Linked DNA regions of Mus musculus: region 1 is linked to region 2. A link is a contact called in public Hi-C data. All regions are on one chromosome and are shown on one strand. The core of a region is the stretch at or near the end of the contact, and the rest is flanking DNA. Distances in the headings are between cores, read along the strand shown.

The links. A called contact is a pair of places that touch in the nucleus more often than the background predicts.
Region 1: a contact with region 2 is called in a Hi-C map of muscle stem cells, with 2.4 times the contacts expected there. The contact joins two enhancer-like sites. A contact is called at or near these places in 1 of 15 datasets of contacts at CTCF or cohesin (pro-B cells), 9 of 484 Hi-C or Micro-C datasets (the HL-1 cell line, cerebral cortex, embryonic fibroblasts and 4 more), 1 of 115 datasets of contacts at active chromatin or transcription factors (neural progenitor cells) and 2 of 9 other capture datasets (adipose tissue and embryonic stem cells).

Annotation. Positions count from the first base shown.
Region 1 is chr14:122,881,065-122,885,920 of GRCm38.p6, forward strand. All of the region lies in intron 22 of Pcca (propionyl-Coenzyme A carboxylase, alpha polypeptide), which reads left to right. Among named protein-coding and RNA genes, the nearest start is that of Gm46488, 27 kb to the right of the region's middle. Within about 2 kb of position 2,882, at least 65 of the 459 cell types and tissues checked have an H3K27ac peak or open chromatin away from gene starts, as enhancers often do. A contact at or near this core is called in muscle stem cells, where this site is marked.
Region 2 is chr14:122,753,388-122,758,151 of GRCm38.p6, forward strand. The region is part of intron 19 of Pcca (propionyl-Coenzyme A carboxylase, alpha polypeptide); the gene reads left to right. Among named protein-coding and RNA genes, the nearest start is that of Gm46489, 6.8 kb to the left of the region's middle. Within about 2 kb of position 2,389, at least 18 of the 459 cell types and tissues checked have an H3K27ac peak or open chromatin away from gene starts, as enhancers often do. A contact at or near this core is called in muscle stem cells, where this site is marked.

The sequences.
Region 1 (4,856 bases), core at 1,632-4,131, 130 kb after region 2:
CCCCTTAGCTACAATCGCTTTGGATTTTCCTGGCAGTAAAACATACACACCATGAAGCTGCCTAGTGACCCCTCTCCAATCTAATTCCTGTCTCATCTTCTTTCAGGAGTAAGGACTATCCTTAGCCTGGCCCTTGAATCATTTTTTCCATGTAACATTTCTTTTGAAATGTTTAAGAGTAGTTTTTGTCGTGGCTAACATTTGGATTTTTTAAATTTTTATAATTTAGTACAAACTATCAGCGTAAGATAAAAATGTTTTGATGGTCAATCTGTGTGAAGTCTTGTGCAGGCTTGGCAATGGTTTCATTTTTCAAGGAATGGTCTTCCTGGGATGAGAAGGCCTGTTACCTTTGTAGTGTTTTTAAGGCTTATTCTCAACCTTACCAAGATTCAAAATACCTTTTGTGTTTTGACTTTATATGTATGTGTCTACATATACATTTATATATGCTGAAAGAGAAATCATCATATGTCACTGCGTCCTTCAAAACAGCCTACTGAGTGCACAAGGTAGCCTGTCAGATTGACCTCTTAGGACTGGAAAACACTGAAGTTTCAACTTTTTCCCTTTGTAACTATAAGCGTAGGCTGTCAGTGTGAGCTAAGTTAGAGGGCAGTAGGGAGTCATGTTTTTCTTCATTTTAAGGAATTTTTACAAAACCTGGACTTCATTTACATTGGCTACAATCTGGATTCCTTTCTGAGCACCCTCAACTCCCACAGCACAATTCTAGGGGGTCTGAGGGCAGAGCCGAGGGCAACACCATAGAGATACCACAGGCTTGAATCTCAGAGCCCCCAGGCATGCTAAACATGTGGTCTCTTCTCTCCGTCACCCTTCAGATTGAGTGTGCTGGGCCAGACAGAGTACCTCCAGATGAGGGGTCAGCCATTCTGTCCACTGCCTGTCCTCTTTGTAATTTGATGTCAGTCCCATCCTTGCTCAGATAGGGCAATCTCCTGGGGTCCCATCTCCCTGTGGGTTTTCCATGAGACACATTCTTTCTCCAAGAAAGATCAGGGCATATTTAGCAGCCTGTGTTAGTACCTCAGGAAAAGGAAGTAGGAATAATCAGATTCCTTTTAGCAAATGGAGGCCGCCTCCTTCAGATCTCAGAGACTTAAAACGTGTTAGATAACTATGTTCTAAGAGACAAACCTTTCGATATGAAATGGAGCGATTTTTACTTGGGTACAGTCAGGAGGGTTGATGTGGATCCCTAGTTTTCAGGGGACCAGTACAGCAGAAGGGGAGACTGCAGTGGGCCCATAAGCCCTCCGAGCCTTCTGTCTCACTTGGCAGGAAAACACAGAATACAGAACAACAAAAGAAGGCTCCTTTTCCATAAAGGTTCACCCCTCCCCTCCTCCATGCCTCTTCCCCAAAAGGGGCCTGAATTTTTCAGCTGTGCACCGATTTGGTGCTCACTCTTGCAGGGAAACAGTTGCTGTCTGAACAGGCAGGAAACAGTTTTCTTTTAATTGCCGGAATCATTCGGAAGTGCTTCGTGCCCTGCTTCTATACAGCAGATGCTGTGCATTAATTGGCCTGCGTAGAAGTGACCCGGGGTTCCTTGCAGCGGGCCCAATTTTAGGCAGAGGGTTTAAATAGCTTATTTATTATTTTGTATAATCTGCCGTGCATTATGTGCTCCTGCATGTGTTGTGTTTCATGGTCTGCAGTTTCTAATGTCATGTGGGTTTCTAAGCCGGTGTTTCTCTGGTAATGTACTAGCAGCAGGTAAGCTCAAAATACCATCCATCAGGAGCTAATTTTTTATCCAGATACTCCAATGACTGATGAACCTGTCTTTTGTATGAATGTTTAGCACAGTAGAAAGCCATATGCCACTGGCACAGTTTCCTCTACATTCTTTACAGTTGCTAGAGTAGGCTTCTAGGGGGAGGGGGAGCACAAACTCGACGCCATTTGCATCCTCTGGCCTGTATTTTAAGCAGTAGCACCCTTCACACAGCCCTGGGTTTGGATGACAAAAGAGGGTATGCACCGATGTAAAGGAAACCCTACTCCCAGAATGATTCTCTCCATCAGAAATATGACTGTGCACTCTTAATAGGAATCCTTGTTTTGTTCCTCCCCGTCTGTTGCAGACAGACCTCAGCCCATTAGAAGGGCCTCCCTTGTGTGGGAAGACCACAGCTGTTACTGTAAAGCTCATCCAGTCACTGTATCACCCCCATTTTGTGGCTCTGAAGGATGAAATTGAGAAATGGAGCACTGTGCAGTCATCCTTTACGTCTTCAATTTTAGGCCTTCGCCATCATTTTCATGCTTTTATTCCAAATCAAATAACATTAGTGGGCGACAGCACCTTCTGATGAATGTCTCGTCTCAAGCATGGCTTTCGAAGCTCCACTTTGAGGGTCTTGCTTTTATGTCTGGCAGAGACCCCCCCCTCCTTCTCTTCCCCCACCCTACACTTTTCTTTGAGCTTTCTTAGGGGCAATGGCAGTTTGCAGTTTGAGCGATACACAGTGCCATGCGGGTCCCAGTCAGAGCATGTTTTCTGAGAGGGGCATGTGCTGGAGAATGTTCTGTATCTTTTAATCTTTGTGGAAGGAGTGAAGGGGCCTTGGTAGAAGGAGATTGGGGGCTTTAATCAGAACCAAGATGTGGCTTAAATCATTAGCACAACAAAGCATACTATAAGCTTCAAGATAAAAGTCCCCTGGGAAAGGAGTCCTCTGAAAATAAATGGAACTTGATAGATTTCCATATCATTTATAACTTCCCTTAATTACACTTGGAAGACTTGCCAGTAAAACTGGAAAATTGGCAGCCTCTCTCCATTAGAGTCATTTTGCCGACCATGGCAAGCAGCTGGCTTCGCTGGGTTTCATTTCCCATCACTCACAATTAGTCATCAGCTGGAGATGTCTGAAACTCCTCAGCACAGAGCGATGCTGGGTGACATTCAGGCCCGTAAACATGTGAAAATCTGCTGAGTAAATGGGCCGAGTTCTCTCACAAGCTTACTCGTTTGGGGCAAGCCTAGCTCCCACTTAATGAGGGCTGCTCTAATAATCTGATTCGAATGTGAACCTTGACCCTGTGTCAGAGAAGAGGATGCAATAAGCCGGATGAAAAGACATAGGATTCAGGTCTCCAAACTTTGCACCAATTAGACAGCAGAGAAGCACATCAGGCCGACTGCGTTTATCAGACAGACTTGTAAGGCTTGTGACCATTTAGTAAGCCCAATTCTGGATACATCCTGTCACAATCAGTGAGTCTTTATCCAATGATTCACAAATGTTAGAGAAGTCTGTGTGCAGCCATGCTACAGGGCTGGCTCTGCCATGGGCACTGGGATAGGGCAGCTGCTCTCAGGCTTCCTGGGCCTGCCAGCAGTCCAGAAGTTGCTGTAGTGGGTGAGTGCTACATGTTCTGCAGGTGCAGACACCACAGGCAGGAAAGCTCCAGCAGACAGGAGCTAAGCCCCCAAATGCCTCTTAGTGGGAACTAGAGCCTGCCCAGAGATTAAAAAACAAAAACAAAACAAAACAAAACAAAAACCATAAGCTTGTACTGCATTGATTTCCAAGAGATGAACTATGTCAAAATTAGACCAAGCCTTTCTGCATACCTCTTTCTTATTTGGTTTTGTATGCATGTGTGTAGCATGATCCACTTGGAGCAAACATATCACTGCTTTGTAAGGTACAAAGGAAAATTTTTGTTGTAGTTGCCTCAAGAAAATTTCCTCTAAACATGGTTGGAAGGAGAGAGAGCAAGCTAGAGGGGGAAGTCATGGGTTTCTGCTCATAGTTAAATGATGGAAGGAGACTAGAAGGCGGTGAGGGGAGCTAGGAAGTACATGAGGAGTGAGGGGGAAAGGCAGATGGAGGGCCCAGGTTTAATCCTATGAGTTGTTACGGGCTGAGTCAGGCAAAAGACAGACTCCCTTCCCATCAGGAGAAGCTTGCTTTTCATCAAATTACCAGCTTTGCAATCAGAAGTGGGGGGAGAGGCTATGTCAGCTTTGAGAGTCTTGTTTCGGATTGGATTAATAATTTGGGACCCAGTGTTTGCACTCACTGTTACAAGCATCCAGAACCATCCAGGGAGGATGGTCATGGTGGCAAGGTACCCTAAATTGGCTCACGTTTTTCTGCCCTCAGGCTCTAGTAGGGCCTAGGAGGTAGTGGCCTGTTGAAGCTGTCCCTTAGTGTTCACCATGGGTAGTGTTGGCCCCTAGGCACCACTGGAAACCACTAAGCTTCTAACAGAGGATTGTAAGGACACTTGTATGTGTGTATGTTGAGGAAGGGTTAGGGGGCTCCTCAGACTGCCCAGTAGGTCTTAAGCCGTGTGATAAGAGATGAGCAACGACAGGAGACACAGCTGCTGACAGAGGGCAGTGAGCCCATCCACAAGGAAGCTGATGGCCTGAGGTGAGGGGAACTCAGAGCCAACCCCAACTCTCAAGTATCCAAAGGGAGGCGGGCTAGGTGGGTGTGTAGAAGGCTACCACATAAATACCCATTATGAGGACGTGTCCATCTGACAGGAAATAGTGACCAGGGTCCAGAGGTAGACATTTGATTCCTAATTTTCAAGGTGTCCTAAGGAGCCACCTGTGGTGTTGCCTGCAGGTCAGGGTCAGGGACATTTTAGCTTGGCTGCTGAATAAGCTCTGAATAACACCTGCCCTTCTCCTGGCATTTGAAGAGAAAGAAGTGGCTCTAATATGATGGCATGAAGGAATAACAGTTCTGACACCTCCGGCCAAGGCATGTGCATCATCTTGGCACTGCTCTTTCCTGTCCCACAGTTTGAAGAACAGTCCTTTTGAGGTGTCTCTTCTCTGTGCCTTTACTGCAGATGCCAGG
Region 2 (4,764 bases), core at 1,139-3,638:
AGATTAATACTATATTTAGACATCAGAGCACCTGGAAAGTTACCAAAAAATTAATTGACAGAATTGGTCCCATGTGTAAAGACTTCATGTGAGAAGGAGAAAACCGCGTTCTTGTGACAGCTGGCTCATCTGAGTAAATCACCTGCTTATCTAGAGTTTTTTTCTGCAGCCCATTGTAGTAGAGAAAATGTATCTTTTTCTTCTACCCTTCTAAGCCTCAGCTGGGCCCCTGTAACAAAAGGCAAGTTAACAAGGGGGAAAACACATACATTTATATAAAAGCACTTGAGCCTGACACAGAAGATTTCATAATGAAGTGAAGAGACAAAGAAAAGTTCTAGACTGACTTTAAGTCATGAGGCATGGGGACTGCAAGAGGATGAGCTGTTTAAACTAAGGGTGGTAGATGGGGGCAGTAAGCAGCGCTTCCAACAGAAGGATGCTCTTGCCTCTCTGCAGTGAGGAAACTCTCTCCCGACTTGCTTCAGGGAAGGTCAGAGAGTCTTTCCGGCACCTGTGATTTCTCTAATTCCTAAAGCTTAAAATATTCCATATGCCAAGGTGCATATTTTGGTGTAGCTTATGTCTACCCCTTTGGCTATAGAGCGAGCTTCCCAAACTTCTAGAAGCTGTTACAGCTGCTTGTGCTTATGTATGTATTGTGTATTTGGTTAATTTAGTTACAAAATGTATTTAACAACATTGATAATCAGGACATTTAAAACCTGCAATCCATACATGCTGGATTGGTACATCAGGCTTATAACTTTGACTTTAGGAGGCCGCTGTGAACTTTGTTTCATTCAGCTACTTTAATTTTCACACTTCACTTTTTAGTGAAGTTTTTCAAAGGTTTTACTGCTTTGCTATGCTGGAGCCCACGTCTTGTGCTAAGCAGGCACTCTCCCCTGCAACTGGACCTTCATCCTCTTTGTGTTTCTTATGCCAGACTGTACCTGGCTGGCACTCGTGGGAATCGAATGCACAAGTTGATTGCAAGCTGTACTTTTTGAGTGCTGGTGTGTTCCCTTTTTGTATAATAGGGTAACTTCTCTTACCAAGTGTGAAGTATTTGGTGTATATTGCAGACAGTGTTGAAGTAATGACATCAGCAAACCATCTGCCCTACTCTTTGCTATGCTTCGCCTTTCTCTCTGTGCTAGAGGTGTGTGCTTGTGTGTAGGCTTTCATCCTGTACTGGAAAGTTCCCTTTGAGTTGGCTTTAATTTATTCATATGTCATGGGATGCCTCAAATTTGGAGAGTAGGGGAAAGTGGCAAAGAAATTTTTAGTTGTGTTAGAAACCAAGCTTTATTTGAAACTAAGCTGTGCCTCCCTGAATCCACTTTTGAAGAAAAGCACCACAGGATGTATGCAGACCTGACCAGAATCTAGCTTCTATAGGCCAGTTCTTCACTTGAAAGAGCACACAAGGGCAGGAAGGTGGCCCAGTGATGTGCTCATGATGACTGAGTGAGTGCAATCCCAGAAACCAGGCTCTCTTGCTGGTGAAGCCTTGCCAGTCATCTGTCTACTCGTCTGTCTACTCATCTGTCCATTCAACTGTCCACCCACCCATTTCTCCTTTCCCTGTTGTGCTAGAGTTTGAATTCAGCTTCTGGCATGTATTAGGCGAGTTCTTGGCCTCTGAGCCCGACAGCTGACTTTTAGCTGCTGTATGGATGGCATTGGTTTATCTCTCTATCTACACCTTATGTGGGAGGGTGGGTTGGAATTTTTTTCTACTTTGTGGCCTTGTCCATCTACTGTTGGTCTTTATGTAAAAATGTGATTGCCCCATCTGACCACATGTGCCTGCCACGACGAGTGATGAGGTTAGGAGAAGCCTCAGGGGCAAAATATTAAGAGTACTTAAATCTTTTGGGACAATGTTCTAAATTCTCACCACAAGTTTCTCTTACTACTTCATAGCCTGAGTAAAGGCTGTTAAGTAGAATATTTTTGTTAAAGATGATTTTGAAGTTCTTATCTCCTTCTGCTGGCTTTCATCAACTACCAGAGTCTTTACATCAAAATCCTGGTTTGGTGGTTCAGAAAAAAGTTAAATATGCTATCATGTCAGTTCTTGAGGTTTTAGCCACACACTATCAAGTGTGTACAGCACTTTAAATGCTGGCTTCCCATCTTCCTCCAGAGGCCTTCCAGAAGCGTTGTTAAGTGGGCCCGGGGGCTAGCACGGGATTCCCAGTGGTGATGAGTGGGAATGTCTTGCCCTCGCTGATTCAGTGATGAGGTAGTTTTGAATCTTGGCATGACTCTTTCAGCTCTTGGAATTCCATAAAAACAACATCATCGTCATGGAGCCTCAATGTGCAGCAGCTGCACTGAGTGTTTTGATGTCTTCGCAGAAGGCGGACAAGGGCTTCTCTTTGAAATGTGTGAGGCGACTTGAGATGCCGCTGCGCACATGGAGTTAATTAGTCCTTCCTGGGACTGGATGTCCGCTTGTTGCAGCTGAATTCTCATTCCACTCACCCATAACTAGAAACACCTCGCTTCAAACGGGTTTCTTCAAAGAAAGAGGGGTTTCGGGTTCTATGTTTTACAGCTTTTTGATGTTGGTTTCCCTTTAACTGAGAGGACCTCATGTTTATACAACTGTTATTATTAAGCAAACATAGCTGGCCCCACCAAGGCTCCTTTTGTACCAGGCTGGTTAGGCTGGCCATCCGAGATGAGATGTGTGGAATAGATCTTGCTTCTCAGACCCCCACAGCAGCTGTGCCTTTCCAGATTTTGCTTGTGAGTGAACTGAAAAGATGGCACTAACCTGTGCATAAGGCCTGTGTGAGTGCCCATATGAGGTTACACCCAGAACCTGGAAATGGGACCAGTGTTAATCACAAAACAAAGCCAATTTTGTTACAGTGCAGGTGATGCTTGCTCTGGCTTATTTTACCCATGCTACAGGTCATGGCATTTTCCTCAGTAAACATCTTAAAAAAGAGATGCTCTTCACAGTACATTATGACTTTAAAGTGTGCTGAGCTAGTACTTTTGAAATTAGCTGCAAACTGTCACATTTCAATAGAATAGCTCGCTCCTTGCACTTACCCCCAATAATGTTTTCTTCTCTCTTCTGTGTACTTCCCCCACCTTAGCATCTTTTCTCCGTCCACATCCCAGTTACATCTCTGAGGGCTGTGACATTCTCTAGGACTGTACTCGTACATTCACTCTGCTCTGATGGGAAAGCTCGGGGGCCTCAGAGGCTTTCCATCCAGGAGCGCGTGGTTTGCATTTCAGATCTTCTTGGTGCTAACATCCAAGAAGCTTTTTTATAAAAAAGCTCAAAAGTTACCTTTATGTTGCATATTACCTTGGCCTTTAAGGAAATATAAAATCAGCTTTGGCTGTTGAAGTTTACTAGTGTTCCAGTGCCACAGGTCACAGACCATTCTTGGGTCTTGTTTCCATCCAAGAATCTGTGGTCTCAGGCAACCTGAGGTTCCTGCCTTGGATCTCAGCCATAACTGATCTTTCCCATCTCCCCACCAGCTGCCATGCTGCATAATTGTGGCAGTTTATTTGACTCAATGATCAGAAATACCTGTCAGTTAAAACAGTCAAGGAAAGCTTAAACTAAAAGAGTATGTTGAACGATGACACCATCTAGGGCTATAATGGATGGAGCCAGGCCATAAGTTGGTCATTGAGCTTTCTATTCTTGATCACTTGTTTTATGAATTGTGGCTGTTGGGTGGAACTCCTAGTGTTAGGAGAATGATAGACGTGACACAGAAATATTTTATTACATTTATATAAATGTACTCACTTTGAAAAATCACAGGTATGGTGTCCTTTTAATGTTTTTGCCTTTACAACAGTAGTACATGGTTCCGTAATTTTCTTTATTTGTTGGCAATGCTCTAAAAATCTTGGGAGAAATGCAAAATATCAAGAGTCAGAATGTTAGTGAGCTGTCTTTTATGTCAATTTGCAAGACAGCTTGTTAGGGAACTATTTCTATCTGGTGAAGTTAATATGCAGTACATCACAGTGGTCACGTTTTTTATTATGCAAACAGAGCAGACTTGTTGACATCCCACAAGTCAAATATAAGGACATAGGCCATCATATTCCATCCTCCATTTTTTTTTCCAACTTAGTAACTGCTGATCGGAGCTAGGTTAATTTTTTCTAACCAAGTTCAGCGTGGGGCCAGGTAAGGGATGGCAGAGAAACAAGTTTATACTGTTTTGAAAACAACACTCTTTGAAGATAGTGAAACTTCCTCTGTTTCTGACAATTATGTGACTGTAAGAGGAGGCCATTTAATTCCCCTGAGCTACAGCCACATTAGTGTATTAGTGTATTATGCAATGGTAGACAGGAAGACAAAAAGGGGCACGAGACAGAGACGAACTTAGATTTAAAGCCTGAGCCAGGATGGGTGGGCTGTGGAAGCCAACAGGGTCAAGGTATTTCCTGGTTTTCCTCATCTATAAAATTGAGATAATATCTTCTAGGGTTTTTGTAAAACTCAAATGAGGTAAGGTATGTAAAGACCCCAATAGAGTGGTGTGTGTGTGTGTGTGTGTGTGTGTGTGTGTGTGTGGTAGGAATTTAACACTGTTCCTGTTTCACCTTACCTATGTAAATTACACATACTAGTTTGTTTTTTTACATAATCCAATAAACTTTATACTCTGCAAGCAGATCTCTTCCCATTTGCAAACAACATGTGAATAATTTGTATAAACAGATAAACACACAAACATTGACAAGACTTGTCAGTGTTAA